Linked DNA regions of Danio rerio: region 1 is linked to region 2. Evidence: chromatin contacts called from public Micro-C data. All regions are on one chromosome and are shown on one strand. Each heading gives the region's core, a stretch centred on a gene start, on an enhancer-like site or on the middle of the called end of the contact. The rest is flanking DNA. Distances are from core to core; before and after follow the strand shown.

Region 1 (3,943 bases), core at 1,321-3,820, 150 kb before region 2:
TCAGTGTAAAATGCTAATAATGTGAGTTCGAATGGCATTTTATATGACATTTATTGCCATACTACTGAAAGCAGCAGCAGATAACTTTAGAACTTTGACTCTGCGTAAGCCAACACATATCAGTGATTTAGCATCTACATTTAATAATGTTAAAGAGGTTTCATTTGTATTAATCATATTATAAACCATACCATTTTGTTGGAGTGCAGTAAGTGCACTATTTTGTGCTTCTGTATGGCTGTATTAAAATTTCGGTTGGGTTTCATCTAGTGCAAACAGCCAAAAACTTATCACTGCAAATCTCATCATGTAGTGTGTTGTTAGGACACGGACGATGTAACCCGCTCACCTAATGTTTTACGTTTGTAATATTTATATTATTTGCCAAATAATAACTACCTCATGTGAAATTCTGAATCAGTGTCTCATTTCTGGGCTGCTACTGTCCACCGGTTGCATTTTTGGTCGTGGGCAAATGCTTTAAGAGCCTTCCTGATTGACTGAATAAATCAAATATGCTGTTTTCCATGAAGGCAACCCTGGGTGCTGAAATTTATTTGGCTAAAGTGCCATTGGGTGAGTTAAAAGAACCAAAACAAAGGCAGCTGTTCCACCACGGAATGCCCATCTTCAAAGCTGAATTTCTGTCTTCAGCATTGTTTTTCAGATAAACAAGAATGTCTCTTAGCATGTTTTTTTAGATATCTGCAAACATATTATGGTATTTTTATGCTTTAGAAGAGTCAAACAAACTTTCAAAAGCACATTTAAACTTTTAAAATGACAAAGACTAATCAGACTGTTTGCACTTTTTTTACGACTAAGCACCAAATGCTTTAGGTGATTTATTTTCAACTGTAAGCATTTTTACATGTTAATAATATCACATACCTGACATACTGATTGAAAAATGCCTATCGCCTCAAACTTTACAGTAAGGCTCCATTTGTTTACATTAATTGAATTACCAAAGAAAACTACTTATTAACCTTAAATGTACATTTCTTAGTTAAGGTTTGATAAATCATTAAATCAATAAAGTCATAACTGTATAACTTAATGGACCTAATAACTAATACAGCTCAAACATATTTTTTATAACCAATAACTTCAAATGTAACCATTCCTTACTGTTGACGTTAATGCATTAACTAAAAGTAACTAATAAGCAGGCCTACACGGAATCTGCAGGTGCAGAAACCTGCAGATTTCGACAGTTTTTTAGCCCATCATTGAGCGTTTTTTTTTTTTTTTTACTTGTGTAAATGCATGTAAACTTATAGCTATTCAGTTTTTAAATTAATTTAACTAATATTATGATATAATAATAATAATAATAATAAAACATTTATAATTTTTTAACAATAGAGTTTGTAAAGAAATATTTTCAGTATTTTAGTTGATCTATCATGAGAGACTTGCTTTATTTACCAAATAAGTGGATCTAATTGGATTTGTCTTGTAAACATTAAATAAAAAATAAAAAATGTATTATGTGTAGATTTCATATATAAGTTTAGTTATGAAACTCCTAAAATCATTCAGCATAAATCTGAAGATTTTTACTAAATTCTCTGCAGAAATAGCACAAAATGTTCACAGATTCTGTCAGGCTATACTAAAGAGACATTTTGTAAAGCATTACCTATAATATTTTCTAATCCTTTTGCAATTTAATTTGCTTGAAACATGTTTACTTTGAAATTTAATATACAATAAGGTAATCCACAATACTCTTGAGTTCTTTTTGTTATTGTGTCTTTTAAAGTAAGCCTTTTTTTTTTGTCAATATCCTGATAGCCTCAGCAACTATTGCAACAACAAAGTAACATTCACATCTAAATGAAACAAATAATTATGACAGATTTAACCTCAGCAAACATCTGAAATGTATTTATATAATCTTAGTCTCTTCATATTCATACATCACTGTCTGCAACAGGCAATGAAGAACATAAAGGTGTAATTTCAGACTGTCACTTCTGATTCTGTCACAATCTTTGAGGAAGGCAAATGATATTGTAAAACACCTTCAGTTAGCTAAACGCCAAATATCATCTGCCTCAAAATAAAAACACTCATAAAACGATATTATTTGACAGGCACGTTGGCATGTCATGACGTCATTACGCATCATCACCAACCACCGAAAACAATACAATATCTCGCAGCGCAGCTCGTTTCAGGTGTCAGTTGTCGACACGACAGCCTAATCAGTCGTTACCTGTGAAACCACGGTGGCCACTAGCTTGAACACGGAGTTCTCTATCTTGGGCTCCTGTGGTTCTGGCTCGCTTTCATCGCTGGGCTGAGCCGCCGTGGCCTCCGGACGGATCCGTTTACAGGCCAGCAGCAGCGCGTCCGCCGGATCAGTGCCCCTCTTCCTCTTCACGCGCAGAATGGTCGTGCTCGGGTCCATTTCGCTAAAGACTGCTGCGTCACCGAACTGACGATTTCAGATGACAGACAAACCGATGCACGAGGCAGCCAGTGACAACAACAACCTACGCTGTAGCCTTTCTTTCTTCCTTTTCACTCGTTTTTTCTCCTTTGGTGTTTTTCCTCTTTAGTGACCATCTAACTGAGGAACAGCAGCGCCACGCCGCGTCCTGGAGGGGCTTAAGTGTTCAAATACGGCCGCATATTGTTGCAATTAACCGCCTGCAGAGGTCGCGGTTTAATTGCGTTAAATTAAAGATTGGCGAAAAGCGGCCACTTGAAAACCTAGGATTGACTACTGTTTACTATTGGCCTCAACCTAGCTAAACAGCTTATGAAATTACTATAATTTTTTCGGGACATTTATAAACTTTGGCTGAAGAGGCAATTTGTGTCGGCTGCTGTTTTTGTTAGTATTGGACTATGGGTTTTTGAAAACAACCAAGCTAAACATTAAAATAATGTGTGTTTTGGTACATGTTTAAATTTGAGCAAAATGACGTCATTTGGAATTATCATGTTTTTATTATCATTATTATTATTATAGACCATAAAACATGGTTGTAAACAACCCAGCTAAACAACGTAGTAAATTATAATAATATTTTTAGGGACTTCTATAAACATTGGCTAAAAGAGGCTATTTGAAATCCTTTTTGAATCCAGTTTTTGTTTAGACTATTACAGTACATTAATTTTTAAAAACAACTTTAAGTCAGCATTTTCTTTTTCCTTAAAAACTAGCCGTTAAAATGATTTGCCTGTTATAACATTCATTCATTTTCTTTTCAGCTTGGTTCCTTTATTAATCAGGGGTCGCCACAGCAGAATGAACCGCCAACTTATCCACCAAATGTTTTACGCAGCGGATGCCCTTCCAGCTGCAACCCAATCACTGGGAAACCTGTTATAACATTTTAAATGCAATTTCCATATTTACATTTACAATAGGCAACTGACAGATTTAACTGACATAGATTTTCTTTAGCCCTATAAGATAAGCATATAGCAAACTAAAATTTCCTCCAAAGTGAAAAAGTACCATTACACACAATTAAGTAAATAAATAAATTCAGAACGTTTAGTTTGTTTGTTCAGTGAAAAATATTAACTGCAAACACAAGTTGAAAATGATTTACATGGTCTAAATTTAAACAAACAAATTGAATGAAGAAAATGTCCAACTTGATTTCTGTTAAATTCACTCCATATTGTTTGCCGTTGTAAAAAAATTATAAATACAATTTTTTCAGTGTTGAGGTAAAATTGGTTTTATATTCCCTTTATATTAGCAAGAATCACAACCACTACACATGAAATTGTGTAGGTTTAAGCCACACTGCGTTTACAGTGTAACTGATTATATATTAGCCTACCTATTATAAAGCAATATTTAATATTGAGGTTAATCTTGATTTGTACACATCTATTACATCTCCCTTTGTCCCATTTTATTCAATGACATCAGAATCGATTGAGTCCGCAGTACATGCGCTCCTGGAGA
Region 2 (3,788 bases), core at 656-3,155:
CCTGAGCTGGATGAGATATGTGTGAATGGAGACTCCACAGGTGGATGTACAGTGGCTGTGTAGTATTTAACGCTAGAATTTCTCCATGAACTGCATTTTGTACATTTATTAACACATGAAGAGTATAATTACCTTATTTACAGTGTTCAATAAAAATCAATAAAGTCCTTTTCTGTTAATTTCTCAGTCTGTAAGGCTTTGTTTTATGTTTAGGACAATGGAAGCTTGTGGAGATATTTAATATTCTCATCATCTTTTAGTCTGAGCTTCAGGTGTTTAAAATAACAGCAATGAACTGAGTGAATAACACACTGGGAATGTTCTGAAACTTGACACAGTTTTGCTTTATTAAAGGAACATTTACAACTCATTAAATATGTACTGAATTGATCAAATGTGACCTTTTCACTACTATCTAGCAAATTCAGTGACAAAATACACTTTTTATTTTATTTTTTTTACAGTTTTGTGGCTGGTTAAAAGTATTTATATCTGGTCAGTGTTCTCAATCTCAAAAGTACTTGGCAGGTATAGCAAAAAGCTTATTTTAGACCCTGCCTGAGCATAAAAAAGTCAAACAATTCCCACAAAGCCACAGAGAGTAAACACAGAACTGACTAAATGATTCTGCTCAAGTGCCACAGAGGCTCCCACAACAAAGGTGTCTTGTAGCACCACCAAGAAGAATATGAAAGTTCAGGAAAGCTGTCAGTGAAATTACTATACTTGTTTTTCCTTTTCCTTTTTTTTTTTTTTTTTTTTTTGACAATGAAACCTGTTCAAACCTGTGAAAAGTCCAAATGCTGTCAAAGTAGGTGACAAAATAAAGATTAAAATTCTATACAAAATGCCAATAGTACTCTACAAATATATATATATATATATATATATATATATATATATATATATATATATATATATATATATATATAGCCCCCCTGTTTATTTTTTTCCCCAATTTCTGTTTAAGATTTCTAGTTTTACATAATAACACATTTCTAGATAAAACATAGTTTTAGTACCTCATTACACACACACACACACACACACACACACACACACACACACACACACACACACACACACACACACACACACACACACTGGGTGTAGTAAGTATTGAACACGTCAACAAAGGTGCTGTTGATTTGAAATGTTCACCAGATATTGATAACAACCAAAGAAATCCATTTATGCAAAGAAAAAAAAGAATTAGTTTACAAATTGGGCAATAAAATAAAATGACACGTGTAGCTGTGTGAGGCAGGGAAAAAGTATTGAACACAAGAAGAAAGAGAGGCATAGAAAGTCAGTGAAAGTCCAGACAGTAGCTGAAATCTCTCAGTAGTTATTCAGTAACCCTCTGCCCTTCATAACTGTAAATTAATATTACCTGCTTCAGTTTAACATCTAGATTAGCAGGATGATGAAGATAAAACCAGAACTGACATTTCAGCAAGACAACGATCCAACACAGCCAAGGAAACTCTGAAATGATTTCAGAGAAAGAAAATCAAGCTGTAGAATGGCCCAGGCAATCCCTTGAATTTTATCCAGTAGAAAATAAAGATTAGATTTGAGGGGGGACATTATGTCTTATATGACAAATATATAAAATAAAAGTATCATGATAATATATATGACAGCAATAGCATACTTTTCTAATTTTATTGCGAAAGCCAAACATAAAACATTATTATCTAAATATAAAATTATTATGATTAATTATAATCCTTTAATTTATTCCGTTTATGTTAAAAACTGGGCGAAATGCGTTTTCAGTCGTTCTTTCTATCCTCCAACAGTCAGTATGTGTTCAAATAAAACTGAGGCAAAGGCGACATCTGCTGGCTTGAGCGCACGTGGCATCCAAAGGTAAGGAACTTTAGTGCGCAACGCAGGGTGCGCATCACGAAAAACACGGGAGGTGAAGGACAGGATTGATAACGCGCCGGTTCTCTTATAACTTTGATTCCTCGAGCTCGTTAGACATTTCCCGCAGATAGCAGGTCTAGCAGAGACTGCGCACTGAAAGTTGTGCGTCTGGATTATAACGAACGAGCAAATATTTTGACAGTTGCAGCGCTTAAACGGTAGAAGGAATAAAAATCATACCCGTAATAAAAAAATACAGTGTCCAGGGCTGGAAAGACTTTTGGATACGGTGATGTGAGGCTGTTTAGACACTGAAGCATCTCCGAAATCGCCAGATCTTTCATCCGCTGCGAAGGAGGTGGAGGATTTTTTTTATTTTTTTGGATTTGAGCCTCTTGAAGAGAAGCAAGGTGCGGTTCAAACTCTCATTATGTGTGCATGCGTTCATCAATGTTTCATCTGCCATCTTCAGTGTGATTGATTATAGTTAAGGATTGAGTATAACGACTCTTACATTGTGATTTTTACAAATGTTGCCTCCTATATAGGCAGTTTGTTCAGGATTTTGTGGAGTCCCATCCCATCTGCGTGAGAAGATTCTCCCCAAAACGCAGAGGTGTATAGTGCGCATTTTGACATATTACAACTTGCACACGTGTATGTGTTTCGTGTTGTATTTAACGCGTTTGCTTTTGCACCTCAGCGTTCTTTTTGGAAAGTAATATAGGGAGTAGATTAGATTATTAGTCGTTGTGTTGTTTTTTTTATTTCGATGTAGGCTAAATAAAGGTGAAACAAATTAAACAATCTCATACAAGGGTTTAAAAGACAGCGACCTATTTTTTTGCACTGTGATTTATGAGGCGACTGTTCCATTGAAGAGTTGAGCTGGAATTTAACATTATTACCATGTTGAGTCTGACTGAACGTAAGATCCCTTGATGCAGACAGATTGATTTTTAGAACCCTTTTTGGGTTGTCTTGTTTGCTGTGCGAATTTTATCTCGACTTCTTGTGTAGTTATGTTTTTCCCGCTCTATTAAAAGCGAACATTTATTAAATCATTATGTAGCCTTGTCTAAAGGTAATTTGGTCGACGAGATCTGTATGGAGGCAAGCTGAAGGTCAGTTGGCTTACATATGATATTCTTTTTGTGTGTGTGTGTAATTTATAATATATGCCAAGTTAATAATCCACATTGGTTTGTCATGCTGTCAAAATAGCCTTTAACCTAACGCAGTCTGTTTGCAACTTGTTTGTTTAACATCTTTGACTGCACATCTAACTTTTGTCATTGTTAAAATACGAAAACATGTATTTGTAATTTGTAAAAGTATAATACATTTTATATATAATTATAATATTAATTCCTTACATTTATATAGCACTTTTCTGGACACTCAAAGCACTTTACAGATTGGTAGCAATCTCCTCATCCACCATCAGTGTGCAGCATGCACCTGGATGACATGACGGCAGCCATATTGCACCAGACTGCACACCACACACCAGCTCATTGGTGGAGAGGAGAAAAGACAATTATGATATGGGGATGGTTTGGATGCCATGATGGACAGAGGCCAGATTTGGCCAGGATGCCGGGGTCAACCCCTTACTCTTTTTCGAAGGACATCCTGGAATTTTTACCGGGGCCTCGGTTTTACCTCTACTGAGCAGTATAGAGTACTATACTGCCCTAAACTGGGGCATTAGGACCCACACAAACCACAGGTTGGGTGCCCCCTGCTGGCCTCACTAACACACCGACAGCAACCTAGCTTTTCTATGTGGTCTCCCATACAGGTAACTGACCAGGCGCAGCCCTGCTTTGCTTCAGTGGGCAACCATATCAGAGTTGCCGAGAGCTAGCTGCAGGCCATTAGTGGTTCTGAAGGAAAGGGTCTGGGTCTCA

The links. A called contact is a pair of places that touch in the nucleus more often than the background predicts.
Region 1: a contact with region 2 is called in a Micro-C map of caudal fin, with 7 times the contacts expected there. The contact joins the promoter of slc7a6os here to the promoter of trim66 in region 2. A contact is called at or near these places in 1 of 18 Hi-C or Micro-C datasets (caudal fin) and 1 of 4 datasets of contacts at active chromatin or transcription factors (embryo).

The regions. Positions count from the first base shown.
Region 1 is chr7:28,650,467-28,654,409 of GRCz12tu, reverse strand. slc7a6os (solute carrier family 7 member 6 opposite strand) reads right to left here and starts at 2,570. Exons shown (of 5, transcript NM_001007344.2): 1 at 2,225-2,570. The coding sequence starts at 2,419.
Region 2 is chr7:28,497,387-28,501,174 of GRCz12tu, reverse strand. It overlaps trim66 (tripartite motif containing 66), which reads left to right and starts at 1,905. Exons shown (of 18, transcript XM_073908525.1): 1 at 1,905-2,285. It also overlaps a transcript of dennd2b not described here.